2 separate regions of the Salmo salar genome follow, and region 1 is linked to region 2. Evidence: chromatin contacts called from public Hi-C data. All regions are on one chromosome and are shown on one strand. The core of a region is the stretch at or near the end of the contact, and the rest is flanking DNA. Distances in the headings are between cores, read along the strand shown.

Region 1 (2,971 bases), core at 131-2,630, 47 kb before region 2:
ATTCATCTACAATTGTCTGCTGGAAAGTAGACAACCACATTTTCCTCTAGGATTTTGCCTGTGCTTAGGTCCATTCCATACATTTTTTTTTATCTGGAAAAACTTCCCAGTCCTTAACAATTACAAGCATACCCATAAATTGATCTATGCACCACTATGCATGAAAATAGGGAGAGTGGTTATCAGTAATGTATTGGATTTGCCCCAAACATAACACTTTCTATTCAGGACAAAAAATGAATTGCTTTGACACATTTTTTAGCAGTATTACTTTAGTGCCTTATTGCAAACAGGTGCACATTTTAGAATATTTTTTTTATTCTATACAGGCTTCCTTCTTTTCCCTTTGTCATTTAGGTTAGTATTGTGGAGTAACTACATTGTTGTTGATCCATCCTCAGTTTTCTCCTATCACAGCCATTAAACTCTGTAACTGCTTTAAAGTCAACATTGGCCTCATGGTGAAATCCCTGAGCAGTTTTCTTTCTCTCAGGCAACTGAGTTAGGAAGGACGCCTGTATATTTGTAAAGACTGGGTGTATTGATAAACCATCCAAAATGTAATAACTTCACCATGCTCAAAGGGATCATGCTAAACAAAATCATGCACACAGAGTGAGTCCATCTAACTTACTATGTGACTTGTTAAGCACATTGTTTCTGAAATTATTTAGGATTGCCATTACAAAGGGGTTGAATACTTATTGACTCAAGACATTTCAGCTTTTATTAATTTGTAAACATTTAAAAAAACTTAATTCCACTGACATTGGTTGTAGGCCAGTGACAAAAAATCTAAATGTAATCCATGTTAAATTCAGGCTGTAACAACAAAATGTAGAAAAGCCTTAAGGGTGTGAACACTTTCTGAAGGCACTGTATATTATGTATTTGTTGTGTTTTGTTACCCGTTTGGACCCCTGGAAGTATAGCCGGGGATCCTAATAAATAAAATAAAAATGAGACTGGCGTTTTCCTCCGAACTCTAGCTGACAGGGCCAGTGTCTGACCTTAGTGCTCGTCAGGGGGCAGGGCCTTGAGGGCTAAATCTGGACACAGTAATGTGTGTGAGATAATATCCATCTCTGAATGTGTGAGTCATTATGCGGTGCTAGATTGATCAACTCTGCTAGACCTGTCTGAATCCTGTTTAGTCAACAGACAGCGCTATTCCAAGGACAGGTCTAGCAGAGTCAAGGTGCCTGAACAGAAGTGGTGGTGAAGTGAGCGCTGATATCTGATAGCTCAGGCTCTGTTTGATAAACACAACAAAAGGCTGAAAGGAAAAAACAGCGGCAGACATGCCCGACTAGACTGGAGGTAGAGAACACTTCCAGAAGTTCATCTAAAAATAGCAAGAGTATTATGGCAAGGTTAGAGTGGACGAGAGGAGGTACCATCATGCTCAACCAACCTTATAGAAAGAGTATACACTGTAGACTATGCAGGACCTTTGGTAGGATAGGTGCATTATAGTTCGAGATGACAAAACATCTGTGACTTACTGAAAGTCTTGCAGATGTCGGACACGGCCTTGAAGACGCGGTCAGAGAAGTTGACCTTGACCTTCATGTGCTTCATGTTGGGCAGCTGCAGGCGCAGCAGCTTGTGCTGGGGGGTGAAGAGGAGCCGGGCGTCTGCCTGGATACCATACTTGTCCAGGGTCCAGTGGGTCTTCAGCAGCCACGTTTTCTTCTTCTCCCACCACAGAGCGTGGTCCGACCAGTCCTTCTTCACATCTGATGGGAGGAGAGAGTATTAGTTTGTCAGTCAGTCAGTAACCATCACTACATTTATTAGTTTGATACAGTGGCCAGAACAAAAATAAACTGGACGTCAGTGACCAGATAAACAAACTGGACGTCAGTTTAGTTGTCTGTTTCATAACTATCAAAAGAGTTGAGTAACACAAAACTGTACTGTGTAGGGAATTCATTCATGTCACTGCAATGACTGTTTTATGTCCTGCCTATGGCCAAACTACTAGATTTATACTAAACCAATGACGCTAAAGCCAACAGTCTTCATTCATTTAATTATGGTAAAACTAAATCGAGACAATGCAAATGAAAGGAGAAACCTCTGTGTCACTCTGACAGACTGATGGAACACGTTTAGGACCAGGTGGGTGCGGTTGAGAGTGTGAGGGCTTCTGGATTATTTCAAGAGGGAATGGGGAACTCAAAGTGAGGAGGAGAAGAGTGTGAAAGATGCCTGCTGTTTACGTGACATTGTGGGGATATTAGGTTCAAACCTCCCTCTTTGTTCCAGTCACACAGTGATCCCAGTAATGCCAGAGACATGCCACCCAAAACCCCTCACCTCCCAGCAGACTGTCTGACAGGGGTTCAAAACAATGACGTTGGACCTGGGTGTGTGCCTTTGTCTGTCATACTGCTTTCACATAGGATTTATGAATTTGAATATATCCACTGAGAATATACACCATCAAAAATAAACGTATTATTAATTAATTTATGCATGTCCTAAGAAACATAAGAATAATACAATATATTTTGAAATGAATAAAATAGCATATTTTGAGTTGAATTAGACCTGTTAAGGGCCTGTGCTGCCATTGTTGCGCCATCCAAATGAAATCAATAGGCCTACAGTACACTTGATTTGGTTACCTTATTGCATGCTAAATGTTTCTGATCACTGATAGATGAGCTATACCACCTCACCTCCACTTATTTTCCCAGTCAGAAACCAATTAACCAAATAGCCTATATAGACAGAGATTCAGTGAAACAAAATCACATTGATTGATTATCAGACCAGTCAGTTATGTCACATGCTTTTGGTTGGGAGTAGGTCTAGGCTACTAAGCGACAGTGAAAAGCAAAATAATCCACTTGTTAAGCTAAATAACATGGAAAAATGTTCTAATCAATGAGCACACTAGACAAGATGACCATGGGCAGCTCTCACCTCAACTAATATTTCCCAGGCTAACTGTAGTCTAACC
Region 2 (2,939 bases), core at 341-2,840:
GCTCCAGAAATATGACAAGGTAACTGCCATAGAGAACCCATCTGCAGATGGGAGGTAAAGGGGATAGGGGCTAAAGAACATTGCCTCATGACCAACTATGGCCTTCCTCCCCCTTGGTCAACCACAGAAGGAAAACAAATGTAGACGAAAATGTCCTTCTGAATAGAAGCATAAATCAATGTGGGGAAATAAAACCAGTGACATAAATCAAAATGGCCAAAACATTATTTATATTCCAAAGGTTTGAATGATATGGGACATAAAAACAGAACATGTAGGCACATTTCTTTCAGCAGATCTGTACTAAAAGGAGTGTGACACCATTAAACATCTCTCACCGAGTTTCTCCGCGAGTTTGAGCATGACCCCACCAACGTGGATCTCGCCAGTGACCCTCAAAGACACATCCCTGTGGAGGTCTGTCACGTGCATCTTCAGTTCCCACGTCCCGTCGGCATAGCAGCCATCGGGCATCCGTATACCGTCCAGCGCCATCCTGCCACAAATCACAACAATTAGGAAAAATTGCCTAATAATAAACATTGTTCCATTCAACTGGTAGGAAAAATGTAAACCTGTTACCCTTGGATACATCAACGGATGTATCCAAATAGTTCGTGCCATAGGCTACATTCATTTAGTTTGTCATATGCAGGCTGAAAATGACTTGAGGACGCACAGGACCCTCACCACCATAGCCGATCAGTGTTAGTGTTTCGATTTGGGAAGATGTTGCGCTTCCATAACTTCAACAGTGTGTTTCCTTGAATCTAAGTCAAATGTATAAGTTATCTTATAGGCCATTTGAAGAATGCTTGTGATATCACTATACTTGTTTGGATGTAACAGAGGACGCAGTCAATTATTCAATAACCAAATGAGAACAAAGGGTAGGCTACAGGCCTAGTTATGGCAAGCTGAACAATAAGACTTCTCATTTGTGTGTTCACCTGCTTTTTCTAACGGTAAAGAGAGCCATTCAAAATATGAAGTTGATTACGTAAGCAGCCCCATGCAAGAAGTCATGAGCACACTAAATCTGGTCAACCAGTAAAACATGCCCATAAATTAGCTAAATTAAGTTTCATGAAGTAAAATGAAGTTAAACACCCGAATCATAATTTGTTTACCAGATATAACCAGTCTTTTAATGCGCAGTAGGCGTACAAAACTCAATTCCTAGCAGCAGAGTGCGCAAAATACTGACTAGGCTACATTTATTGCGAGCTGGGAGGACGAACATTTAAATCAGTTTGTGTCCACTCACCTTCTCAAATACACCAACCCAAATCCAAAAAGCCACTAAAACTTCCGAGGTTTCGATAGTCAACACGTTTTTTTTCTTCTAAATCATGTATCTAGGTCTGTTCAAAGAGAAAATCCCAAAGAACTCGTCCAAGTGAAGTATCCCAAAGGGTCTCCTCAGGCTTCAGCTAATGGAGTCCAGCCGTCTCTTTTTCGCCCTCCCTCTTTCCACCAGATAACGTCACTCATTACTCCAGCTCCAATCCGTCTTTTCCTTTCAAATAGTGCAGCAGGGCCTCTCTCCCAGCACGATCAGTGCTATCTGGGATCATTGGGGAGTCCCTATCCAACTGAAGTATAAATATAAAATGTTAAGGGTAGGAGTTAAGGTTAGGGTAGGGATATTCCAAGGAATCCGGATAGCACTACCCGACCGGTTATTCCCCCTGCTCCTACTATACTTTCTTTATCGGTCATTGGAAGGGGAATGTTATAATGTGACGCGGGAAATTACGCACAATGTAATTTATCATTTTTATTACGATCGGGTCCTTTTTTTCGCTGGTATTTTCTTGCCACTAGGCTTGGAGTTTCAATTATGTCCCCAAATACGCACTCTTACTTAGAAATACATTGGGAAAATTTAAAATATGATATTGTCGTTTTATTCCATGCTTTCACTCATTTGAGGAAATGTCAACAGTTTGGTAGGGAATAACAAGGGCATATCCGCTGCTGCATACCTTTTATGGAAATAGTACGGAGCTTACGGTGGTACATCCGGTGACCGCTATGGGGCCTACAGAATTGCACACAATTACTCATTTAGAAAACACGTTTTAAAGTCCTATCCAACTATCAAATCCAGAGACGGAGCCCACTGGTCTAAAATACAATGTTGCACTATGTCGCTCTCACTGTAAATATGCTACAAAGTGTCCAGTGACTGAAATAAGATTTGGATAGGCCTAGCTACTGCTCATTCATTTCAATTCATTAAATGTAATGGCAAAATGTAGATTTCCGCCTAAATAGGCATACCCAAAAGTAACTGCTATTCATGTGTAACTACATGATTGTGACATGCAAACATTTGGAAAGAAGACATCTGGGAGACTATGAGGAAAGGATCAGAAGATAGGAGTTACATAGCTCAGAATACACAAGATCAAGCACACACAAAAATAACCTTTTTTTAATTTTATTTTGAAAGTCATCTTTCATTGACAAGCTATAAGTGAATTATTTTTGACTAGAGCTGGAAACACATCAGATGGCTTCCACAACGTGAACAATATCAGTTTTTTTTTTTGAATGATAGACCTACAACAAGAAATTGGCAGCTGTTTTAGTAAGTGGTGTCAAGTGCACTAGCGGTTCTGGGGGGGTAGCAGGGGGGGCCAGTGCCCCAGTGACAACAATTTTGGACCCCCTTGTGGCACATTTTTGCTATCCTTCTTATTTACATCCGTTATTAGACAGTGGCAACGATGATGATTATGAACATGGTCTTTTGCCTGGTAATGCAGTGAAGAAAACGATATGACAACAATAACGTCTAATGTAACTGGCACCTCTAACAGTACAACTGGCCCCAGCTTGGCCCACTTTTTTTGCACACTGGATGTTAAAAGGTTCTAGACCTTGCTTTGTCCCACCCAGGTCAACTGCATAGCCCTGGAAAGCATATCTCA

Evidence for each region. Hi-C and Micro-C count contacts between places; a contact is called where the count stands out from the background.
Region 1: a Hi-C map of muscle shows a contact between it and region 2, with 2.3 times the contacts expected there. The contact joins the enhancer-like site here to the promoter of LOC106601584 in region 2. A contact is called at or near these places in 2 of 3 Hi-C or Micro-C datasets (gill and muscle).

The regions. Positions count from the first base shown.
Region 1 is chrssa01:32,865,705-32,868,675 of Ssal_v3.1, reverse strand. It overlaps LOC106601584 (fermitin family homolog 2), which reads right to left. Exons shown (of 16, transcript XM_014193898.2): 3 at 1,506-1,739. Among protein-coding and RNA genes, the nearest start is that of LOC106601584, 46 kb to the right of the region's middle. Within about 2 kb of position 1,380, at least 2 of the 13 cell types and tissues checked have an H3K27ac peak or open chromatin away from gene starts, as enhancers often do. A contact at or near this core is called in muscle, where this site is marked.
Region 2 is chrssa01:32,819,381-32,822,319 of Ssal_v3.1, reverse strand. It overlaps LOC106601584 (fermitin family homolog 2), which reads right to left and starts at 1,590. Exons shown (of 16, transcript XM_014193898.2): 1 at 1,268-1,590; 2 at 339-496. The coding sequence starts at 495.